Linked DNA regions of Sus scrofa: region 2 is linked to region 1. A link is a contact called in public HiChIP or PLAC-seq data. All regions are on one chromosome and are shown on one strand. The core of a region is the stretch at or near the end of the contact, and the rest is flanking DNA. Distances in the headings are between cores, read along the strand shown.

Region 1 (6,047 bases), core at 358-2,857:
CAAACCAGCAACACCTCGGCTCTCTAACCCGCTGGGACTGGGGGATAAAAATCAAGGATTTCCATAGTGATGGAACCTGCTGACTCTATTAGGCAAAGAGACCACCGAACCCAGCCAGAAAGCAGAGTCTCTCCAACATCCGTCTTCTCAGCCTCTTGGCTCTGATGCCATCCATAGTTCCCATCTCGTGTTCCACCTCCCGCCCGTCCCACTGAGCCCTTTGTGGACAGCTCTGCCATCCATGCGAATTCATCAGAGAGCTGACAAAGCCTACAGTGGGATCCGCGCCCGCCCCCTGCCAGGCCCCAAGCTTAGTAACTGGAAGATTATGAAGTTTACACGTACAGCCTACACTTTACCATCTCAAGGCCTTAGTCTTAGGCATGGGATGGTGAACACGGAAATCATATACTGTCTTTCAGATTTGCAAATATTACAAATACCTGGGGGGAGGCACAGGAAACTGATGCCTCAAGGAATGGAACTGCTGGGCCAGGAAACTGTCAGTCAGCATTTGTATCGCAAACAACAAAAACAACCCTGGCTGATTTAAGTAGGAAGGGAGTTTGTTAGGAGGATGTTGGAAGGCTTAGAGACGCCCCAGATCAGGCATAGGAACTAAAAAGTCAGAGCCAAGGCCCCAAATCAATTCTGTCTTCAGCAGTGAGAAACAGGCTTTGCCTCAAAAGGAAGGAAGAATCCTCCAGCGCAGCAGTGGCTCAGAATCTAAGTAAACAAAAAGAATTACAACCCAGCCATTACACTTGCAGGTGTAGAGCCAGAAGAATTGAAAGCAGGAACTTAAACAGATATTTATTCCAATGGCTGTTCATAGCAGCATTATTCACACTAGCCAAAAGGTGGAAACAACCCAAATGCCCATCCGGGGGGAAAATGGGTCAACAAAAGGTAGCATATGCATCACATGGAGTATTATTTAGTCTTAAAAAGAAATGAAACTCTGATACGTGTCAGAATGTGGGTGAACCCTAAAGGCATGCAAAGGGAAAGAAGCCAGTCACAAAAAGACAGGCAGTGGATGCGTCCACTTTAATGAGCAGTCAAATTCCTGGAGACGGAAAGCAGAAGAGTGGTTACCAAGGGCTGGAGGGAGGAAGGGGAAACTGTGGTTTAATGGGTACAGAGTTTTGCCAGAGGGGTGATGGAGAAGCTGTGGATATGGATCGCGGTGATGGTGACACAAGCTTATGAATGCGCTTAACGTCACTGAAGTGTGCGTTCACGAATGGTTAAAATGATAAATGTGTGTTTTTGCCACAGTAATAAAAAAGAATTGCGAAAAACACCCACAACACTCACTTTCCTCTGCATATTCTTCTGTACCTTCATATCGTAGGCATTCTTACCTATTTAAAGCAGATTTTTTTTGAATCAAGGGATTAACTTTTATAGGATGTGCTTTCAACGGTGAAAAAGTGGTTCTGCTGTATCTTAGAAATGGCACAATATTGAGGAAAAACATAAAAGCTAAAAACCTGCATCTGTGTGTAAATACATTCAACAATGTAAATAAATTCATCCATCGCTACTGCTCCTTGTTGGAGCGAAATACAAACTCTCCCCTCTTCCCTCTCCTCACAGTCCAGCCACCACTTCCTGTCACATGCAATGGGAATTTCACAATTTTAGCAAGCTCTCATCCAAAACAGGTCCTCGGCACAAGATTTATCGCTCTCCCAAATCAGAATGCAAGTTATGTTTTAATGCCTAGCATATTCACCTGAGGAAGCAAATTAACTTGCAATTATTGTAAATAGTTGCGTGACTGTCACAAAAAGATTTTGTCTTTTTTTTCCTAAAATAGCAAACAATATAAGATGTTGAAGCTGTGATTGGCCAGGAGAGTGCAGACAACCAACATGGGTTTCCCGTAGCATTAAATGAACCTCAAAGGAATGGGTTAGGCAGTCTCTGTTTCTTGGCTGACAGTTTGCACCATGATACCACAGCACTCATCCAAGCTGTTAGAAAGAAACATGTCAAATAACCTATTGGTGAACCTTTAAGAGCCTGGTTCACGCCCAGCAACATAACCTCAAATCTTTCTCCAACCACATCTACGGCATCAAAAGGAAAGGGAAATTTTCTAGCTCCGCCATGTCCCTTGACCTTCTTGAGAACTGAATGTGTTTTGCTTATTGTCCAACCCCTGACACCGGTAGGTGCTTAGAAGATGTTTGAAGGGATGAATCACTGAAGAAATGAAGGTCTGAAGCACCTGCCTCCTAGGTCTACACACCTGTCACTGGTGGCCTCGCCTTCAACACTCAGACCGACAGCAAGTGGGTCATTACATCAAGTCGAGCTGTGACCTTGCTGAGTGGTGGCTGGGACATGAGGGATCCCACTCATTCCAGAAGCACCCGCTGAACGCCTACTCATTCCAGACCCTGTACCGAACCTAAGGGTACAAAAGAAATGGGCAGCCTCCTGCCCTCTAGTTACTTACAGCACAGCAGGGGAGACCAGTGTGTCAGCTACTGTTAAACGCAGAATGTGAAGGGCTCCGGAGCAGGAGTGAGCAGAGGGCTCTGGGAGCAATGGACGGGGACACCACTGAAGATGCAAGCAGGGAGGGCCCACCTGGGGTGGAAGAAGGAATCGCAGGAGGAGGGAGGCTCCGGAAAGGGCCAAGGAGGGGACTTCACAGGAAAGGGGAGCTGGACAGGAAGGAGCCAGCCTGAGAGCTGCTGGTGCTGAAGAAAGAAAAGGAAAGGCCGAGGCTGGGGGTGGGTAGCGGAAGACAAGCTCGCCCTCTCCGCTTCCCCGGGAGAACCCTAAGAGGAGACGGCGGGGGGGGGGGGGGGCGGTGGTGGCCTGGTGCTGGGGAAGCACCAGCCAAGGTCAGGGGAGGTCACGTGAAGACAAGGGCTGAATGCCATTGCCCTGCCAGCCCCGGGGCCCGGCGTGACTCTGAGAAGGTCTCTGCCCATCCTCTGTCCCCACAGAGGCAGGAAGGGCCCGGAACACGAGCCTAGACTGGAGACAAAAGACGCAGGGGTAGTAGAGGAAGGAGGCTGGGATCCTAAATTTTTTTTAAACCATATTTTTCCAGTTCCCCTTGTTGAATTCAGTTCCTCATCTGTAACGTGGGTGAAGGACCAGGTGTTTGAAGTCCATTCCAGCCCCAACAGTCTCTGACTCTCTGACTTAGGATCTGTTACAGGTATAGATACACATGGTGCTGTGGACTGAACGGGGTCCACCCCCAAAGGCATCGGTTAAGCCCACAAATCCTGGTACCTCAGGTCGTGACTGTATTTGGAGAAAGATTCTACAGAGGTGATCATGGTTGCATGACTCAGACAAGTGGGCCCTGATCCAGTCTGACCGATATTGTTATAAAAGGAAATCTGGACACACACAGAGACGCCAGAGATGTATGTGCAGGGAGAAAAGGCCACATGAGGACACAGCAAGCAGGCAACCACCTGCCAGCCAGGCAGAGGCCAGGGAGAAAGCAAAACTGCCACCACCTTGATCTTGGACTTGCAGCCTCCAGACCTGGGAGACGGTAAATTCCTGTTGTGTAAGCCACCAAACTACATATTTTTCTCTGAAAGCCCTAGCCAAAAAAAAAAACATCTGATAACAGAACAGTGGTTAAAAACTTAAATTGTCCAGGAAGAGAAAATTCCTCAGCCCAAACATCTAGTTCTTCTGACAGTCAGCCTTTCGCCTGGGGCTCTGTGCCATGACTAGTAAGACGCAAGTCAATAAATACAACAAATGTTGGCTGAATGCCGGTCCCAAGGAGAGGCCCTGGCGGTCATCCTCCAAGGTCATGGGGATTGAGTGGGAAGGGGGAAATGACAGGTCCATCAAAACTCTGACGCTAATATATGTGGATGACTGGGTCACTTTGCTGTAGAGCAGAAATTGGCACAACATTGTAAATCAACTATATTTTAATTAAAAAAATTTTTCTTTGACATAAAAAAAAACTAACACTGGCCGAAAAACCCAAGTCCCTCTCTCCTTTATATGTGACCCGCGTCTCAAACTAATGATGGGTCCTCCTAGCTCGGGACCAGCCCAGTCTCTCCCAGCAGGGCTGATGAGCCCCGAGTAAGCATGGGAAGGAAGAGAGTACAAACGTGCATGACCTTGGAATAGCCATCCTGACAAGAGAGAAGCTGGGCTGCTCGCAGCAAGGGATTCTCTATGTCAAAGGGAGAGGACAATTCAGGACGGGCGAGGACCTGTGACGTCCTCGCAGTGTTCACCCAAAGCAGCTTCCTTCACTAAGGCGGGAATCTGCCGAGAGGGAAAAGAGAGTTTGGAAAGCCCTTTGAGCATTTTCTCCGATATGCCCATTAAAGTGTGGAGAAGAAAGAAATTTCGGAGTTCCCGACATGGCGCAGTGGAAACGAGTCCGACTAGGAATCATGAGGTTTCGTGTTCGATCCCTGGCCTTGTTCAGTGGGTTAAGGATCTGGCGTTGCCGTGAGCTGTGGTGTAGGTCACAGAAGTGGCTCGGATCTAGTGTTGCTATGGCTCTGGCGTAGGCCAGCAGCTGCAGCTCCGATTCAACTCCCAGCCTGGGAACCTCCATATGCTCCAGGTGTGGCCCAAAAAATTTAAAAAAAAAAGAAAGAAAGAAAAAATGTCACATTCACAGCTCTTTCCTTGGATAAAAATATGATGAAACAGAGACAAAGAGGACTGGAAAATGGCAAGAAGGAAAGAAAGATCTGGGTCTTGTTTCATCCTTATGATTAATGTCCTAGCAGAGCTGAACATCTTTAGGAGTCACTCTATTATCGCAAATCTTTTAGCCCCTAGCAATGTTTGGTTTTTTGTTTGTTTGCGCTTTTTTTTTTTAGGGTCACACTCATGGCATAAGGAGGTTCCCAGGGTAGGGGTCAAATTAGAGCTTCACCTGCCAGCCTACACCACAGCCACAGCAACATAGGATCTGAGCCCCGTCTTCAACCTATGTTACAGCTAGCAGAGGAGTGTAGCATAAAGGTTTCTTTTTTTAAATATTCCTTTTGAAATTCTCTGTCTTTATTTACATCCATCCCCAGCAGAGAAAGACAGCCACTATCCTTCTGGGTTCCTCTCTCCTTTCTCCCAGAGACGCTAACCGTCATTTCCAGGACCTGGTCTGTATTTCCCAGAACCCCCCCTCACCCCACAGTCCAGGCCAGGACCTTCAGCCAAATCCTCAAAGCATTCAGCAACCTCAGGCCAAACTGAGGCTGCCAACCATCATGCGCCTGCGGCCCAGAGCAGGAAGGCTTCCCCTGCCTGAACCTGGGTTAGGCAGCAGCAAGTGGGCATCGGGGAGGCTCTGTGAACCATCCTCTTAGAAAATCAGAACCAGGGTCTGGAATTTGCGTAAATGCAAAGTAAGTGGTTGGACCTGCAAGAAATCCAATTGTAATGAAACACAGAACAGAAGCTGTGTGTTCTGGAGGAAGGAACACTGGACTAGGAGTCTCTGGGGTCTACCTCCGTCTTTGCTCTGTGACCTTGAACAAGTCTCTTACTGGCCTGGACCTCTGTGGTTTTCACTGGAAGAAAGCGGGTGTCAGATCAATCCCGAAGGCTCTTTTCGGCTCTCAAAATGTTAGGGCTTCAGTTTCTTCGATTTGCTCTGCTCGATGTTCATAGAAAACAATCTTTAGTCCACATAAGATTATGACTCTCATCCACAATAAGTTATTAAAGGGTCATGCGTTGGAAGTACTATTTTCTGAATTTATACTTGGCATTTCTAATTCTTTTTTTGGCTACCTCTCCTGTATTGGAGGAGTCTGTCACCTTAGGAGGTGTTACGGGCTGAATTTTGTCCCTTGAAAATTCATAGTTGAAGGCCTAACCTCTAGTACCTTAGAAGATGACCTTATTTGGAAATAAGTTCGTTGCATATATAATTAGTTAAGATAAAGTCATCATGGGGTAGATTAGGCCCTGATCCAGTACAATCAGTATCCTTGCAAAAAGGGACAGAAACACGCAGAGAGAACCCCATATGAGGATGGGGCTTAAGCTCTCATAAGCCAAGAAAGTGCCAGAAG
Region 2 (5,931 bases), core at 1,736-4,235, 350 kb before region 1:
GGCTAAAGACCAGGAGGTCCATTCATCCTGAAAGCCAGAAAACACTGGTCTTTCACTGAAAGCTTATCTATTTCTTAAGTTAAAAAACAATGATATGTGTATGTATGAAATACTTTAAATCTCATACAATTCCAGACTTGTGTACATCTATATTATTGCGTTTTCTAAATTTTTTTTTAAATTTAAACTTCAAACTACACCTTTCTTTAAAAATTCTACAATATCAAAACTAGGGCTCTGCAAAAATTTCTCAAAGCACAACTGATTACACCCTCTCTCCTTTCTATAAACTTATAGGAAGTGGAAGCAGAAGCCAATAATCAAGCCCTTTACAGCTGCATCCTTAGCAGCTCGCATCATTATTCAGCAAGTACAGTATTACCAGAAATCTTCCATCTTAGATTGTGAAGGGACTTGGGTTTTAATTTGCACCTGTGCATATTTCAATAAAGCAATCAGCTTCCAATTAGTCAATGCCAAGGTTCAGATTGCACAGGTAGACAAGACTTTCTGTGTACAAGGTATCATCTATCCAGCAGCCACTCTTTCTGTCAACTCTGCCCCCTTGTGGCCAACGTGCGCGAAGGTCATAGGGCCAACTAGGAAGGGGCACCAGTATCATGATTAACAGTAGCACAGAGTTTTTGTTCTACATTGGAAGGGAGGTAACTGTAGTTTACTGAGCAGGATGGCATATGAATTCAAAAGATGTAATTTCCAATTCCTACTCTGCAACTTAGTGAATCTACAACTTGAAGATGATCACTTAACTTCCCTGAAATTATTCTTCATCTATTAAAACTGGCAGAGGAGTTCCCGCCCTGGCTCAGTGGTTAACGAATCCAACTAGGAACCATGAGGTTGCGGGTTTGATCCCTGGCTTTGCTCAGTGGGTTAAGGATCTGGCATTGCCTTGAGCTGTGGTGTAGGTGGCAGACGTGGCTTGGATCCCGCATTGCTGCAGCTCTGGGGTAGGCTGGCAGCTACAGCTCTGATTGGACCCCTAGCCTGGGAACCTCCATATGCCGTGAGAACAGCCCAAGAAATGGCAAAAAGACAAAAAAAAAAAAAAAAGACTGGCAGAGGCATAGACCCATAAATTAATGGGTCAGAATAGAGTCCAAAATGAGACCCACACAGATGTAGCCAACTGATCTTTGACAAAGAAGCAAAGTCAAATCAATGGAGAAAGGACCATCTTTGACTTTAAGCCATGACACTGGAACAATTGTACCAGAGAATTGTACATGCAGAAAAATAAACCTGGACACATTACTTACACAATGCAGAAGATTAACTCAAAATGGATCATATACCTAAGAATAAAATGCAAAACTACAAAACTTCTAGAAGAAAATCTACAAGACCTTGACTTGGCAATGGATTTCAATAATCTAACACTGAAAGCACAATCCACCCAAGGGGGAAAAAAGTGGCTAAATGTGACTTTACTAAAATTAAAAACTTCCGCTCTGTGAAAGACATTGTTAAGAGACTGAAAAAAAAAAAAAAATCAAGCCATATGCTGGTAGAAAATACTGGCCAAAAAAAAAAATCTCTAATGAAAAGACTTGTGTCTAAAATATAAAATAGAACATAATAAAGTTTAATTTGCCTCAATATTAAATAAGGTGCCAATTGTAAAAGTTCTCAACATACAATTGGAATTTTAAAAAGGTTTACTTAATCTGATGACAAATACATTATGTTGCAAATAGTTATTTAATTTTCCAAATCCTCTGGTAAATATTATGTCATTGCCTCACTCATCCACCTCACTCACCCACTCATAATTCTTAAAGAAACAGCCCCAAAGATTTCCCAGTTTACAACATGTCTGATTCTAAGAGGAATAAGTTTACCATGATTCATACATTTCTGGGAAAGACAGAAAATGACCATCCTAAATGCTTATGAAAAAGATGCTTGCGATTACACACCAAAAAAGCAGTCCTTGGATCTAGCCCCACAACAGATTGTTTCATAACTTGAAGAAAATTTAATTGTACAGTCTTTCAAGATAGAAAAAAATCATACTATGTTTTTAACATTTTAATCTCCAAGTTAAGCTTTATTCTTACTATTTAATTACTATCTTATTTTTCTGTATTAAAATCGGGCTTCATAGAGTCTGCTTCATTGATTCCAATTAACAGCCTAACCTACTCTGCTCCATTCCTTCTCCAATCACCCATTAAGTTCAAGCAGCACTGGGCAGAATACGCCTTGGCTCTCTCTCCCCTGCTCAAGTGTAACTGCAATGACTGGAAGGACACTGTCCCACATCTTGCCAAAAACCTCCAGGCAGGGTCCAGGAGACAGATCCCAAGAAGTTTACAAAAAAAGAAACCATGCACCCTCAGAGGGAAACTAAGGAGATAACAATAGGAAACCGCCTCAAGCAAGACTATTAAACAGAATATACATTGTGTCCACTGAGGCTGCACAAATTTGAATAGTGTTGATGAAAAAAACATAGAAGGCTGCAAGGAAGCGTTTATTCGGCATCATAAGAATTGCAACTGGGGAGACACGGATTCAGGCCAACCAAAAGAATATTCTGGAGAAGAGAAAGGAGGGCTTATAAAGGCAAAAGCCATGAGTCTGCACCCTGACACAAGAAAGGAAACATTTGCCCTAATGGGTAGGTTGTCACAAGTTGTTTAGGGTAAGAATTCTATCAGTATCTTGGGTTTCTGGACCGTTGTGCAGATGTTCTGGATGCCTGTGTTCAGACAATAAATGGTCAAAAGGTTAGACTCCATCTGAGCTGAGATGTGCGTTAAGTCATAATTTCTCAGTGGCCTCCCAGTTCCATTTAAGAGAACTTTCCTAACAGTATCAGCTCTGTTTTGATAGTCTTTTCATGATGGCTATCATGTGAAGAAAACGTGGTGGCCGCTTGTGACACTGGAGAGTTCAGTCTCAAAGCAGAAAGGATCATGGGGGATGATTCAGCACATGGTGCTGGGTGGGAAAGACGCATGAGGAAATTAACACGAGCAATGATAAAGTGCTGACACACACCCCAGAGCTACAGCGGAGAGTCTGTTTCCCCAAATAAAAAGGGAAGAGGATGGAAAGACAGTTAAGAAGTCAGTCGACGGGGGCACGTGAGCTTGCTCAGAGTTTGCTCTGTCTCAAGCAATTCAACTTGACTTCGCTCATTCTCTGTAATAAATCTCTAAAGCCCCTGTCTGCTATAGCATGTGCTAAATCTAGGCCCTTTCCTTGCAAAAAAAATTTTAGGATTACCTGCTTCTCATCCGCAGCTGTGAGAATAAGCCTAGATTTGGTACCCGCTGAAAATGGAGAAAGGAGAGGTTGGCCTCTTTCAAGGGAGATTGATGTCCTAGGCATCTGAAATTTATACTAAGGGCATGTACCTGCTAATCCTTTACCCCAAGTTGCCCCCAGAGAGTGAAAGTAACAGTTTCTATTTTGGAAGAGATCTCAGATGTGAAAGCCAGGCAAAAATAGCTCTGTCTTGGGAGTTCCCACTGTGGCTCAGTTGTAACGAACATGACTAGTATCCCTGAGGATGCAGGCTAGCCTTGCTCAGTGGATTAAGGATCCGATGACGTTGCTGTGAGCTGTGATGTAGGTCAGAGACACAGCTGGGTCTGGCATTGCCCTGGTTGTGTAGGCTGGCAGCTTCAGCTCAGTTCGACCCTAGCCTGGGAACCTCCATATACCTCAGGTGTGGTCCTACAAAGAAAAAAAAAAAAAAAAAAAAGAAGAAGAAAAAAAAAGCTGTGTTACTTCAAGCTCTGATTAGCATTCTAGATCTAGACCCCAGGTGGGTTTATCCTTTTTTCTTCCACTAATTCCCCCAGTCACGACACTGTCCAGTGGAGAAGATGAGGTTTCAACAGTGCTTCCTTTCCTACCAGATGACCGTGGGAAGTGAATGTACTCTAAATATAATCAGCCTCTTACCCGGCTCCAGGAGTAGTGTTGTTTTGAATCCGGCCACCATCACACCATAAGGAGAGCATCCCCCATAAGCTCAAGTGCTGTAACCCGTGGGCCGCCGCTAGCTTTTGCACTGCAGATATTTAAACGTAATTGCATGTAACACTTTATTTATAGTAATGAAAAAGTACTTAAAAGCCAATTACATAGTTGGAAATTGCACATCTCTAAACAGATGTAGAATAATTAAAAAGAAATCTACCACCCATCTACCATCTACAGAAACTCCTTGGAATTACCAACATGATTTATGTCAGAATCCTCCAGGCAGTTCCTCTGGTGAAATGGCTGGCCTGTATTAGGTACATTAGCCTAATGCACCTTTCATATGGCTTAATGGGGAATTGACGTGTAGTTTCCATGCATTCGTTATTCTTTTTATGATCAAAATTATTCATTCAGGAGCAATACGTTTCTGTAAATTTCCTTTGCCAAGAAGTGGTTTTGGTGAGCAAGTCCTTTGAGGTGTTTATCGGTAGACATGGGATAAAAGGATGGTGTTTTCCATGGGGATGAGGGAAGGGTGTCTTTACGCAGATACATCATTCACTGACTGCATCAAGCTCCCCATATGACACCAATCAAAGAACCTAAACTAGGAATTCGTCATAGCTGAGAAGTCCCTGGTCAGCTTCCATTCATTTTGAGGGCAAATAGGAATAGAATGAATAACGGAAACCCATCCCTCATGTTATTCTTATCCTTAACTATTTCCTTCTGAGCCACCCCCACACACAGTTGATCAAAAGAGGAAGTTCATAGGTATCTTTGGTCGTGGAAGGATTGTTATACTCTAAAAGCTAACAACACACAGGAATCTGACCATCATTATAGATGAAACCATTTGCACCAAAGAAGATTCTTGTTCCATTTGGAAATTTAAAAAAAAGTCCTCGAGGAGTTCCCGATGTGGCTCATTGAAAATGAACCTGGCTAGTATACATGAGGATGCAGGTTCAATCCCTGGCCTCACTCAGTGGGTTAAGGATCCAGCATTTCAGTGAGCTGTGGTGTGGGCTGCAGATGAAGCTTGGATTGTGCCTTGCTATGGCTGTGACTAAGCAAGCAGCTGCAGCTCTGATTCAACTCCTAGCCTGGGAACCTCCATATGCTGAATGTGTGGCCCTAAAAAAGCAAAAAAAAAAAGGAAGGAAAAAAAAAGAAAAAATTCTGAAAAGTTTGACCCTGGACTTAACAGAAAAATAGTCTCTTGGAAAACTTCTATTAATAACTTCAATATTATGTCAGTGTATTTTTCAGTCTTGATCCAGCATAATTAACATTTTCACTAATAAAGAATATATATATATACATAACATATAAAACATAGCTATGTCTACCTAGCAAGGAAGGGAAATTCAACTTACTGTGGGTTTGTTACATTCAATTTTTTTTCTTCCTAAAATAAATAAATAATCTTAGTATTTTCTAAACTCCCAATGGTTTGTACCTTGTTTGGAAGCTCAAACAAAAATACCTCTTTTTCTTACTCTCATATTCTTTAGTAGCCTCAACAGAAATTTAGAAACTTTCTCCTCCATGAGTATGAAGGGGAGGGTGGATTATTTTGCTCCTTCCCCCAGCCCTGCCACATCAGGCTCATCTTTTTCTTTGTTTCGCGTCCTCTTTCATTCTCCTCTGCCTTCCTCCTTATCAAAACCTGCTGTGAGGAACAGACCTGGTGTGAGTCATTGTCAGGAGTATGACCGTCAGTTGCCGTGTTATCTTGTTTTTCAGGCAAATAAGCTGCAGGTGTCAGGAAATGGGGAAAAGAGAGATGTTTTGAGCAAGTAAGCTCTTTATTGCCCACCCAAATCATTCCACACTTTCAACTTACAAGCCACCCTGTAATACTTAGTCTGCAAAGGAGAAGGAAGGAGGCCCCTCGATTTATGGGTCAAATACAACTGATGAGGCTCCATTTTCTCCATGACCCTGCTCCCCTTCTCCCCCATG

The links. HiChIP or PLAC-seq counts read pairs in DNA pulled down with a chosen protein or histone mark.
Region 2: an H3K27ac HiChIP or PLAC-seq map of alveolar macrophages shows a contact between it and region 1. The contact joins two enhancer-like sites. A contact is called at or near these places in 1 of 47 Hi-C or Micro-C datasets (embryonic fibroblasts) and 1 of 2 datasets of contacts at active chromatin or transcription factors (alveolar macrophages).

What each region holds. Positions count from the first base shown.
Region 1 is chr11:19,697,576-19,703,622 of Sscrofa11.1, reverse strand. No RefSeq gene overlaps it. Among named protein-coding and RNA genes, the nearest start is that of SUCLA2, 84 kb to the right of the region's middle. Within about 2 kb of position 1,607, at least 10 of the 83 cell types and tissues checked have an H3K27ac peak or open chromatin away from gene starts, as enhancers often do. A contact at or near this core is called in alveolar macrophages, where this site is marked.
Region 2 is chr11:20,049,860-20,055,790 of Sscrofa11.1, reverse strand. No RefSeq gene overlaps it. Among named protein-coding and RNA genes, the nearest start is that of SUCLA2, 440 kb to the right of the region's middle. Within about 2 kb of position 2,985, at least 2 of the 83 cell types and tissues checked have an H3K27ac peak or open chromatin away from gene starts, as enhancers often do. A contact at or near this core is called in alveolar macrophages, where this site is marked.